Linked DNA regions of Muntiacus reevesi: region 2 is linked to region 1. Evidence: chromatin contacts called from public Hi-C data. All regions are on one chromosome and are shown on one strand. The core of a region is the stretch at or near the end of the contact, and the rest is flanking DNA. Distances in the headings are between cores, read along the strand shown.

Region 1 (3,421 bases), core at 490-2,989:
AAGGATAAATAAGCACATGGTTCCTTTGCTTTAAAAAGCACACAGTTAAGCTTTAGGATGAGAAATGAAGGCTCTTTGGGGAAACACAGGAAGTCATTCAAAGACGGCTTTTTGAAGGAAATGAAGGTAGGTAAGCAGCTAGAGCAGCATTCTAGGCAGGACAAGTAAAGGCAGAGCTTTCAAGCATTTCCAATCAGTCTGTGAGGCTGGGATTAAGGCAGCATGGGTTCCGTGGTGGGAAAGAGGCCAAGATCACCAGTTCACTAAGTGCACTAGAATTCTCCCTCCTGAAAGCAGGAGGCCTCCCTTTAATAGACTTTAGGGATAATGACTTTTCATACTGTCCATGGGGTTCTCCAGGCAAGAATACCAGAGTGCGTTGCTATTTCCTTCCCCAGTGCAAAACAGAAGGGGGAAAGGGGGGGAAGCAGTGACAGATTTTATTTTCTTGGGCTCCAAAGTCACTACAGATGGTGATTGTAGCCACGAAATTACAAGACCCTTGCTCCTTGGAAGAAAAGCTATGACAAACCTAGACAGCATATTAAAAAAACAGAGATATCACTTTGCTGACAAATGTCTGTAGTCATGCACGGATGTGAGAGTTGGACCATAAAGGTTGAAGGCTGAAGAACTGATGCTTCCGAACCATGGTGTTGGAGAAGACTCTTGAGAGTCCCTTGGACAGCAAGGAGATCAAACAAGTCAATCCTAAAGGAAATCCACCCTGGATATTCATTGGAAGGAGTGTTGCTGAAGCTGAAGCCTCAATACTTTGGCCACCTGTTGCAAAGAGCCGACTCACTAGAAAAGACCCTGACACTGGAAAAGATTGAGGGCAAGAGGAGAAGGGGACAATAGAGGATGAGATGGTTAGATAGCACAATGACTCAATGGACATGAATTTGAGCAAACTTCGGGAGACAGTGGAGGAGAGAGGAGCCCTAGGTGCCACAGTACATTGGGTCACAGAGTGGGATAGGACTTAAGAGATTCAACAACAAAAACAGGGGGGATAATGATCAGCTGTTTCTTTGGAGAGATCACTTGGCACTACAGTAGATGGTAGGAAGGAAGAGACGATGGGATCAGGGATCCCATCAGGGATCAGGGAAGTAGATTATAAACTGCTGAAGAGATGGGAGCAGGGACTGAAGCTGTGGAAGCCTCTTAAGACCCACCCTCCGAATGCATTTGCTTTCCCTGTCTCCCGCCTGCCCATCTCCACCCAAAATCCTGCAACGCTGTGAAATCTTCCGCCCAAACGTTGATACTTATTGTCTTTTATTTTATTCCGTTTGTTTCCTCTGCATTACTCGAGTCTCCGTAAGTACGAACAGTACAATAAACGTTTACGGAATTGAGACGGCTTGTGAAGTCGCCCAAGGCCAAACAACGCGCCCTGTGTTACTCAACGCACCCGCCGCCCCGCCGCACACGCGGGCCCAGCCCTTGGCCTGCGGCGCAGTCAGGACCAGTCCACGGAGCCGCTTCCGGAGGGTAGATTGAGTCATCGCATCCCTAATCTAATTATCGCCTCCTCCCAAGACCTCGCAGGCGGACTCTGTCCAGAGCGGCTCTAGACATCCAGCTCGGCTGCGAGACCCGCCGCGTCCACCAGAGGGCGCGTCTCCCTGGCTTCGGAAACGCCCGTTCTCAGGGTGCCGCCAGAAAAAAAAAAAAAAAAAACGCGGACCTATTTCGGCCCTCTGCGGATGCCGTACCCAGGCTGTAAACAGGAAGTGGAATTCTATTTGGGAGTTGACGTTGGGGTGAAAAAAGGCCAGGGACTGGGAGGAGACGCGCCCACTCCGCTGGTGAGTACGTTTTCGGGGAGCTCGGGCCCAGTCTCCACTTTTGTGCCTCCCTCGCCCGCTCCCGCTCACGTGTTTTGCCACGACCATGGCCGAATACTCCTATGTGAAGTCCACCAAACTCGTGCTCAAGGGAACCAAGGCCAAGAGGTAAGGACGCGGGTTTGCGTGGGAGATTCTCGCCCTCTTTCTCGACTCCCCTCAGCCTTCCCCTCCCTGGGGCGGGTGTCCTGGGGCCGCTGGTAGCTGTCATTCAGGCTCCCAGCCCTTGGGCCTGGGCTCCTGCCGGGACGCACAGACGTTGCGCGCACCTGGGGGACCAGGAGCCACAACGTCGGATTTCCCTTGATGAACGCCCACCTCCAGACCTATGCTTGGTAGGACTGTGTTAGTCTGGTCGTGTGGGTTATAGTCTGGTAACTCCCTTTATTAGGGATAACTTTTCAACATGGCTTCACTGCCACCTTTAAAAAAATTATTTTTAATGCAATATGCAGATACGGATTTTGAAAAGGCTATGGGTTCAAACCTGGACTCCACCAGTTACTAATCTTGTGGCAGGTTCGTCAGTATCTTTGAGCTTCCTCTTGGGAGGGGATTAGTGATACTCCAAAAGGGTTGTTTTGAGGATTAAACGAGGTGATGTGTACAGTAAATAAGCAGAGCCAAACGCAAGGAAGAAGTTACCCTGGTGATTTATGAGCATGAGATTTTTTAGGAAAAGATATCTGCTCACTCATACCTACACCTCTTTTTTAACTGGTAGATTTGCTCAGGGTTGATCAATTTACACAAATGCTGAGCATTTCATCCTGCTCCCAGTGATAAGAGTTTTCGGTACTTTTAGATGGGATGGAAGGAAAGTGTCAAGAAGCAAACTGAAGCCACTACTCTTTAGAACTCTGCCTAGGGGTCTGGGATTAAGAATTTATCCTGAATACATGTGAAACTGTTACTGTCTGAATTCATAGGAGGGAGGAGAGAGTTAGCTTCTGAAAGCTTATTTTGTGGTGAAAATGCAAACAAGTTTGTCTTATAATCATTATAACTATCAATATAATTAACACATGTAGCATTTCATATGTACCCAAAACTGTTGTAAACAATGCCTGTTAACTTTTTTTAAAGTCGCTCGGGTTTTTTATTGTTGAGATAAACTACATATACTATAAAGTTCGCCCTTTTAAAGTAGAATTCAGTGGGTTTTAGTATATTCACAAGGCTCAACACTGTTGAGTTGCTGAACATTTTCATCCTCTCAGAAGGAAGCCCACCATCATTAGCAGTCACTCCACATTCTGCTCATCCCCTAATCCCTGGCAACCACTAATCCACCTTTTGTCTGTATCAGTTTGCCTCATAAACAAATATTCCATATAAATGGAATCATACAATATGCAGGGTCGGACACGACTGAACGACTGAACGATACAATATGCAGCCTTTTGTATCTGGCTTCTTTTACCTAGGATAACATTCTCAAGATTCATCTATGTTGTATCAGTACTCATTCCTTTTATGGCTGAATAATATTCCATTAAGGACTTCCCAGGTTGGGAAAGACTAGAGATCTCTTCAAGAAAATTAGAGATACCAGGGGAACATTT
Region 2 (3,421 bases), core at 334-2,833, 170 kb after region 1:
TGAGAACATCTTTATTTAAAAGCTAGCTGCTTCATTAAAAAATAACCCTCTCACTACAGAAACGCAAGCTTTACATTTCAGTTCAAAAACTCAGAATTCTAATGGTTTCCAGCGGCTCTATCTGGAAGGTGTTAGGGAAAGAAAGGAGCAGGTGCTCCCGCAGCTTTACACCACCACCCACTCCAGTAACCAGAGAATAGCACAAGGCGGAGTCTGCAAGGCAGTTACGGGGCGGGGGTGGAAGGGGCGCCCAGAAACTCCGCTTCTTCCAGCGTCAAAACACGATCCGTCACCCGTAGAGCAGCCGCCACAGACCTCGCATTGGTCCAAAAAAAAAAAAAAAAAGAAAATTATTTTTCAGATAGGATGAGCTCTAGAGGAATGAGCCGCGGGGCTTAAAAGTTTGGAGGCCCCGCCTCCCCAGCGGGGCCTACGACCTAATCCCCAAACACTCGTTTCTGCAGAGCAAGCAACGTTCCTCGAATCCATTTGGCATTTAGTATTTCCCCCACCCCGCGGCCCATCCAAACTGGACCTGCAGTAAGGGATGGCGAAGGGGCGCCGCGGGAGGTCGGAGGGGAAGCGCGGTAAAATTAGCATTCGCCTCGCCAGTAGGAACCCCCAAGTCAGGAACGCCTCCCCCGGCCCTTCAGCTCTAAAAACGCCCGGGACGGCGTAAGTCCTGCTGCTCACGGCCCAACCCCAAAGTAGCATCGCTCCTCACCCGCTCTTCTCCACTCCAAATTCTGGAGCTCGAGAGCCCCACGGAACGGAATTTGGGGAGTAAGGTAGAAGAGGCGCAGATTATGGCCCACTAAGGCCCCTTGCTATGGAAAACGAGACCCCCCCCCCAAAACAAACCGTAGCCCCCACTCCACTTCCTCCACTCGCGAGGGACATTCCTGGAGCGCCCGAGTCCCCACGGCGGTCTCCTCCCCGGGGCCAGCAAGAGGGGCGGGGAGGCAAGCAGGGGGTCCTGCAGTCGCCGACGCGTCCCTAGATGCTCACCCCGAGATCAGCATCGCTCGGCCCGGGGGAAGGGGCAATCGGCCCGCCCAGAGGGACGGGAAGCAAGCAGCAAGGAGCCCCAGGAGCCCCACCAGGGGCGTGGGCCCGAGGCCAGGCTCTCCAGGATCAAGTGTCCCAGGGCCGTTGCTCTCCCGCCCCGGCGCCGCGCTGCCGTCGGTTGCCAAGGGCTGGGAACGCGCAGGCATTACCTGTAAACGAAGCAGCCGCTCCTGCCAAGGGCGGAGTAGCGGTCAGCCCCACCACGACCCGCCACCGGCAGCGGGCCGCCCTTAGAGACCGCAGCAGGGAGAAGCCCCAAGTTCCCAGGCTGCCTAAGGGCCCAATGGCCGCCTCCTCTACCTCAGCTCCTCAGCGCCAACCGCCGCAACCACCGCCATCTTAGGATCTCATTGTGGTGGGAGAAGAGGGGCGGGGGGACTGCAGAGGGGGCAACGCGCCGGGAGACATGCGCCGTCTCCTCGGCAACGACCGCGTGGGGGCGAAACTCGCCCTGGCGGGAGCCGCAGTGTGATCAACGCGCTAGACCGGAGTCATGTGACCCGCTGGAGTCGGTGGTGTCACCTCTCTCTCTGGAGCCCGGTGTCGAGTCCACAAACGAACCACCAGAAACTACATATCCCACAATGCCAACTCGCTCTCGGGGTACACGCGCCCGCTTGTTCGTCCCGAGGGATGTGACTACGAATCCCAGTATGCTCTGCGCTTCCGGCTTCTCCACGAGGAGGCGAGGCCTCTGAGGAAGTGGTTGGAGACCCGCCTTGGCAGATGGAAAAAGAGTGGAGGCGCGTTCCGGTTTTCCTTTGCGGGGGAGTGCCAGCCCCTGGAAGTGCCGGAAGAAGGAGAGAGACCAGAAACTGGGGTCGCTCTCCACCCGTTTGTGGGTCCGCAAGGGATGGAACCAAAAGGGCCTTTACAGTCTGGGCCTAATTTTACACCTGAGGAGATAAACCCACGCAAGTTTATTAGCCGAAATCGTCCAGTTGGTCAGTGGGAGCATCATCAGTCAGTAATTAATGCCAGCTTGAATTCATGCCTTGCTGGACTTAGAAGAGCCAGATGATTTTCATCTAAATTGAATCTCAAGAATGTTATCTGAAACTGTAGTTTCTGAATTTCCCTGTGTATATATTCTCTTCTCTCATCAGCGACCCTGTTAAGGTTAGTAGTATATTGACAGGTTCTCTCCTAAACCCCCCAAATGCGGTAAAGTGATAATTAATGTCTTTGATGTGGCTAACTGAAAGCTTTAAACACTGCTCAACTTTTCTTGCGTGCGAGAGCACTTTATTTTTCGACAGTTTGCAGTTGCGGGATAGTTTTGTTTTAAGCAAAATAAGCGTAGGAGGAATGAAGAAGACGCATCTGAGTTCCAAGAGCAAATTGTTCTCAGTCACCAATAAAAATTGTTCGCAAAACCGCTTAGTAGAACTGCATGTCAATAAATAATTCAGATAAATAAAGCCCTTCCTGCTACTGTAATTTGCAACTGAATCTAGGTTCAGTTTCAGTGCAGTGATCCTTGACACTTCGTCATACATTTTTAAGTACTTCTTTTACTATTTAGGTAGCAAAAACTTAGTCCCGGCCCTTTGAGAGGTATTTTATTGAATGATGCAGAAATAAGGTATGATGTAAATAAACTTTTTTTTATAAGAAAACGAAGTGCTATGGGAACTCACACCACCGATGGGATAATGGATTAGGTATTTACTCTAGCCCACTAAGACCTTGGGCAAGTTAACCTTTCTGAGCTTCAGTTGCCCCATCCATGAAATGAGGGACAAGAGTTAGTAACGTTGCCTACCTTGGAAGGCTTTTTTAATTTTTCCCCCTTAAGGTAATGTTAATTCTGTACTGGACACTGGTTCCAGCATTTCATCTGTTGTAATTTTAATTCTCACAACTGTCATGAAGATAACTGGTTCTGCATCAGTTCCATTTTACTAATGAGAGGTTAAATAAATTCTCAAAGTTCTGACAACACCAAGTGGGAGAGCACAAGTTTAAACTGAGGTCTGCTGACACCTTGAAAGAATTTTTTGCTTAAGAAAATGCATGGGAAAAAGAAATAAGCCGTCATTATCACCATTTTGTTTTATGCCTATAACAACATATATGCATAAAACAAAATGGTGATAGAAGCTACTGGCATTGAAACAATTCAAATGGATTCAAAAGCATTGCTGAAATCATTGTGGTCATTATTTTATTTTATTTTTTTAATTTATGAACCCTAAAAAAATGCTAATGCTCTTATGTCTGGTGGTGGGAGGAGCCTGAGAAATGTTTATATTAAAATGGGGGCCTCAAAATAAGTATGGGCAGTGGACAGAGGAAAGAACCCCAAAATGATGAAATTATCCCCAGTTTCTAAAAATTTCACATCTGATTT

What was found. A called contact is a pair of places that touch in the nucleus more often than the background predicts.
Region 2: a contact with region 1 is called in a Hi-C map of blood, with 5 times the contacts expected there. The contact joins the promoter of PCM1 here to the promoter of FRG1 in region 1. A contact is called at or near these places in 2 of 3 Hi-C or Micro-C datasets (blood and muscle).

The regions. Positions count from the first base shown.
Region 1 is chr10:60,756,154-60,759,574 of mMunRee1.1, forward strand. FRG1 (FSHD region gene 1) reads left to right here and starts at 1,740. Exons shown (of 9, transcript XM_065947447.1): 1 at 1,740-1,964. The coding sequence starts at 1,903.
Region 2 is chr10:60,928,741-60,932,161 of mMunRee1.1, forward strand. It overlaps PCM1 (pericentriolar material 1), which reads right to left and starts at 1,584. Exons shown (of 41, transcript XM_065947344.1): 1 at 1,218-1,584.